Regions from separate parts of the Hordeum vulgare genome. Here region 1 is linked to region 2. A link is a contact called in public Hi-C data. All regions are on one chromosome and are shown on one strand. Each heading gives the region's core, a stretch centred on a gene start, on an enhancer-like site or on the middle of the called end of the contact. The rest is flanking DNA. Distances are from core to core; before and after follow the strand shown. Region 1 holds the start of LOC123424929 (histone H3.2-like). Region 2 holds the start of LOC123424918 (protease Do-like 2, chloroplastic).

Region 1 (2,778 bases), core at 58-2,557, 410 kb before region 2:
GTTCTCTTTATACCCCTGACTGTAACCAGTGTTGAGGATACTCTATAGTCTATCCAAACAAAGCAATGGCCGATCCATTGAGAGCAGAACATCAGGCAAACAACTGTTGTTTCGACCATGAGATTTTTATCAATTGTGGACAGCGCCTCCTGGATGTTCTGGTGCGTTATTTAGGAATTGTGGGTGATGCAACAAATATTGCAGTCACGGTGTGGAAGCCTGAAGCCTTTCCCGAACCTGTAAGATCTGAAGACAAGACACCAAGTAACTTGTACTCCTAGTTCAGAGCATGGTTCAGACTTGCGGGGTAGCAGCATAATTAGGCAAAGTAGAGATGCTTCCAAGAGAATATGTGCACTGAACATCAAACATACCGGCACTGTCATGCAACTGGTCGATAGACGCACTGAAGACGACCACACTAGGGGACAAGCAGTTTTCAGGTACCATCTCAACTGTTCGTTCGTTCGAGTTCAGAGGCAGCTAACCAGATTACTCATTACAAAATTTGACAGTCGAATGTTAATTCAGGACCAAATAAGAAATATGTAGAACATGCTATCTAAAACAGGCAAGGAATTCGACAATTTGGTGAAATTACATTCAAGAAGAACGGCTCACATGCAGGCTGAAGCAGGCATTCAGACACAGATGGTTGAGAACAGAAAGCCGACATTTTCATTTCTATTGCTGATGACAACAAGATGGTACCATCAGATTAGATAGAGCACATCCACCATGAGAAGAACAACTAAGGTTCAGTTCTGAAACACTACCAGCACGCACATTTCCACCAACGAACACAGCCTAACAAGGATCTAACTAACACACGACGACGACGACGGCGAACGGAGCTTAGGCCCTCTCGCCACGGATGCGGCGGGCGAGCTGGATGTCCTTGGGCATGATGGTGACGCGCTTGGCGTGGATGGCGCAGAGGTTGGTGTCCTCGAAGAGCCCGACGAGGTATGCCTCGGCGGCCTCCTGCAGGGCGGAAACGGCGGAGGACTGGAAGCGGAGGTCGGTCTTGAAGTCCTGGGCGATCTCCCGGACGAGGCGCTGGAAGGGGAGCTTGCGGATGAGCAGCTCGGTGCTCTTCTGGTACTTGCGGATCTCCCGGAGCGCGACGGTGCCCGGGCGGAAGCGGTGGGGCTTCTTGACGCCGCCGGTGGCCGGGGCGGACTTGCGGGCGGCCTTGGTGGCCAGCTGCTTCCTCGGCGCCTTGCCGCCGGTGGACTTCCTCGCCGTCTGCTTGGTGCGGGCCATGTCGTCGGTGCGGCGGGAGGACGATAAGGTCGGAGGTCAGGGAGATTGGACTGGAGAAGTGAGGAAGAAGATGGGGATGCGACGGTGTTAAATAGGAGGCGAGCACCGAGCGGGCGGGCGATTGGAGCGGGGAGCGCGCGTGGGTTTTGGTTTTTCGGAACGGACTGTGGAGCGTTGGATGTGTGGTTCGTGAACGGTTAGGATCTGATATCGAGGGCGTGATCCGTGGGGAGATGGTTCGCGCGTTCTGATTGGTTTATTTGGTTGGAGACGACTCAGGCGGACCGTGGAGGTGAGTCGTGAGTGGACTGCTGCTATTAGTAGTGTTGTTTTTTCCTTTTTTGCGTGTGTTTTTTCTAAGGAAATTTTGCATGGATTTTTTTCTTATTTTATAGGATGCCGATTTGTAGTGTTGGCCGCAGACGAAACGAACGGGTTGAGACTGTTAGAGGAAAGGTGTGATCATGTTGGTTTTTTGCCGTCCACGCATTCTATATATTTAAAAAAATTAAGACTTTGTTAGAAATCTAACGTTCGATCATGACCGATGTAACATTTTTCATGTCAAGTTATGTTCTTCAAGGATGATAAATTTAGTTAGCGGCAATATGACCGATGTAACATTTTTCATGTCAAGTTATGTTCTTCAAGGATGATAAATTTAGTTAGCGGCAAATTTATTTTAGTTTATAGTTTCTTAAGAAAATTATTGTGCCTGCAAACTAAAATTAACACCATCGTGTTAATATAATTTGCCATAGAAAACGTCAAATTTATCATGCATAAAAATCTAACAGGGTTTTAGTGTCAAAAAAAAAACTACTGTTGCACGCTATTATTGTAGCCAAAAAGGATGACTAAGTTGCTTCTATTAGATTTTATAGCAAAAGGAACCGTGTGTTGCAACGGGAGAAAAACAATTATAATCTCCAATGATGCTGATTATATTATGTCTTTAAATTTTTAGGACATTTCTTGAAATGCATGAACATTTTTTGAATTAGCAAACATTTTTTTCAATTGCACTCAAAAAATAACACACAAACTTTTTTTCAAAATCTTGGACTTTTATTGTTTTCATCAACATTGTTTTCAAAATTATGAACATTTTTCTGAATATGTGAATATTTTTACAAAAATCCTGAGCATTTTTTGAATTCACAAACATTTTATTTTTTTCTTCAAACTTTTATTTCAAAATTCCCAGTTTTATAAATTGCAAAAGTTTTTCAAAGTTCTAAATTATTTAAACTAAAAATTAGAACAGAAAAATGAAAATAAAAAATGAGACTAAAAACAGAGGCACGAACTGTTTTTAAGATTTTTACACGGACTTTTGTTTAAAATCGTTGACTTTTTATTTCATGGACATTTTCTCAACATTTAAACATTTTTTATACGCAAAAAAATTTCAAAACTCCTGAGTAGTTTTTGAATTCTCAAAAACAATATGTTTTTTTGAATATTTTATTTCGAAATTCTCAGTTTCTTAAAATTGAGAAAATTTGTTTG
Region 2 (2,772 bases), core at 106-2,605:
GTTAATAAAAACAAAGCACAACACTACAACATAAAATCAAGGTAACAATGACCTTTTGACTTCGATCAGGCTAGAGCACTATGCTTGACAGACATACTTATACACAAAGTACATTTATAATACCATAAGCAGCATCTAGCACACACATCAAGTTCCCGCACTAAACTAGCAGTGTCTAGCATAATTGACAGCCAGGAAATATTATTGAGACCCACCTTAACAACAGCATTAAGGAATTTGTCCTCTTCAAGATCCTCAAAATCCGCAACCTAGCACAACACATAGTTAGCAGAAAAACCATGCAACTTTTATGATGTCATCGATCACAACACTAAATGCAACAAAAAATAGAAAAACTTGTGGATATAAGAGTCACAATAGCTAATACGTCCACAGAAATAGATCACAGGACAGTAAGAACACACATTAAGGATCTCAGAGACGTCGAAGGAGAGTTGAGAGGTTCTAGACAAAAGTATAGGCATGAAGGTGTAATTGCTGCAACGGTGAGCTTACATGGCAAACAAAAGGAAACGTGGCTCTATCAAATGGTGAATGCGGCAATTAAGACTGCAATGACAACTTGCATATCCCGAAAACAGATACATACGACAACGGAGAGTACTGAATTGTAGTAGTACGAAACACCCACCCAATCCAAACAGCAAACACTGCCGTGCTTACAGAACCAGGAAGCAATTCGATACTAGTAGCTCCCAGCCAATAAAATGGCCTACTTGGAGCCAATTGGAATGTCCATCCTAAATTGAAATCTAGTAGTTCTACTTAAAAGTTAAAACTCTTAGCACTGTACAATGTGCACAACCAAAGACATGGCATTTCATTGCGCTTCGCACCTGCGGATCCTTGAAGTCGACGGAAAGCCCCTTATCCTTGCGCGTTGACGACGCCAGCGAGCCCCCTCCGCCGCCGCCGCCGCCTCCACCGCCAATGACGCCGCCCCGCCGTTTCTTGGACGCCCCCTCCACCTGCGAACCACCCCAAAACGAGTCCCGGCACGTCAGACAAGAGGTCCCTCGGCATGTTACTCGGGAGCACGGGCGGCGAGCGCACGAAAGAAGCGCACCTCGTCGAAGCGGCGCGTGACGCGGCGTGAGGAGGGCGGGTGGCGCGGCGCGCAGGCGACGGCGGGGCGGAAGCGGCAGGAGCATGACGGTGGGGAGGAGGAGGAGGCGGAGGTGGAGGGGAAGGGGAGGGCCGGGGAGGCGAAGAGGGCGGCGAGCGCCGCCATTGCTGCTGCGCGTGCTTCGAGGGCGCGGTTTGATTGATTTGGGTTTCCCTCTCGCCGCGACGAGGGAGCTCGGCTCCTTATCCTCGACCTCAGAGAGAGTGGAGCAAGCAGGGGGGAGCACGTGCGGGGCGCGTGAGATAAGACTTCGTGGAGCGACCCGGAAGGCCCAGAAGTACCGCATACCAGCCCGCTTGTCGGCCCATGTAGCCCTTCCTCTACTTCCATTTCTATTTGTTTTTCCTTTTTTCCTCAATTTTTTTGTTTTTTCCTCTTTTATGTTTTATTTTGTTTGTAAAATAAAATACGTTTTTAATTAATTTACTTTCATATACAAAAAAAACTTTTCCCTTTTACACGTATTTTTTTTTACCTTTTGGGTAATACAAAAATGATTTTTTCGAGATAAATGCACGTTTTTTCTTGACCATTTTTTCCTTATTCGTTTGTTTCCCTTATGATTTTTGTTTTGCTTTTATGTACATGAGTATCTGCTCTGAGATACATAAACATTTATTTTGGAACAAATGAATTGTTTTTCCACATTATGAACATCTTTTTGAGAATATGAACATTTATTTTCACACATAAGAACATCTTTAGGTAAACACGGGTGCATTTTTTTCAAATACATGAATAGTTAGTTTAATATACATAAATATTTATATTTTCATGAAAACTATTCATAAAGAGGCAAGATCATTAGAGACCCATAAACTTTCAATGTATGTGATGGTTTAGTCCACAAACTTGCAAAAGCTTAAAGTCGATTCGGCATGTCTAAAACCTTAAGAGTAATTTTGTCTTAAAATGTGATAGCATTCATTATCAAGAATTCAAAACCTACACGTGATGCGTGTCCAAGAGATATATTATAGGGTTGTATATATGAATCAGAAATTCACAGGGACACACACCTGATCAGCCCACCTTGCCGCACGTTTGCTTCGTGATCCGCAAAGTTTTGGTTTCCGCATGAGGGGACAACAAGTTCTAAATTTTAGTTTATGGAACTTACTGATTTTGTCGTTCTCGTATCAAATTTCAGCGCTTGAAACTTGGTAAATTTATAAAATCTTGTCAAAACATATTCAAAAGGGGTCTTATTTGAAAGCCCTCAGCACAAGGACACAAATATGCAAAGGAAACATAATTTTCACTTTTGGTTCAAAAGATACAAAAGATTCAGGACTGAAAACCAAAAGAGAAACGAGGTAGGTGCCCCCACCCCTGCATGCCATAAACCCTCGCCCAATATGAAGCCTATGTTAATTCTAGTAGGCACGCCCATGTATCATTATTCATGTTTACCTTGAGGTGCCTCATCCTGGTCATCGATATCACCCGAAAACTTCCTAGAAAATCAAGAGGCGTCGAGTCATCATCATCATGGAGGTAAACTAGGAACCGACTGTGATACTTGTGCTACTCAAGAGTAGAGAGGCATGGATAGACCCCATCCTACCCCCGGACCAAATCAGGCATAGTAAAGAAGAATCCAAAAAAAAACTCAACCATAAGAC

The links. Hi-C and Micro-C count contacts between places; a contact is called where the count stands out from the background.
Region 1: a contact with region 2 is called in a Hi-C map of leaf, with 4 times the contacts expected there. The contact joins the promoter of LOC123424929 here to the promoter of LOC123424918 in region 2. A contact is called at or near these places in 2 of 6 Hi-C or Micro-C datasets (leaf and seedling) and 1 of 1 datasets of contacts at active chromatin or transcription factors (embryo).

Annotation. Positions count from the first base shown.
Region 1 is chr1H:75,193,487-75,196,264 of MorexV3_pseudomolecules_assembly, reverse strand. It overlaps LOC123424929 (histone H3.2-like), which reads right to left and starts at 1,307. Exons shown (of 2, transcript XM_045108617.1): 1 at 916-1,307. The coding sequence starts at 1,266.
Region 2 is chr1H:74,779,226-74,781,997 of MorexV3_pseudomolecules_assembly, reverse strand. LOC123424918 (protease Do-like 2, chloroplastic) reads right to left here and starts at 1,355. Exons shown (of 21, transcript XM_045108606.1): 1 at 1,088-1,355; 2 at 858-989; 3 at 216-269. The coding sequence starts at 1,252.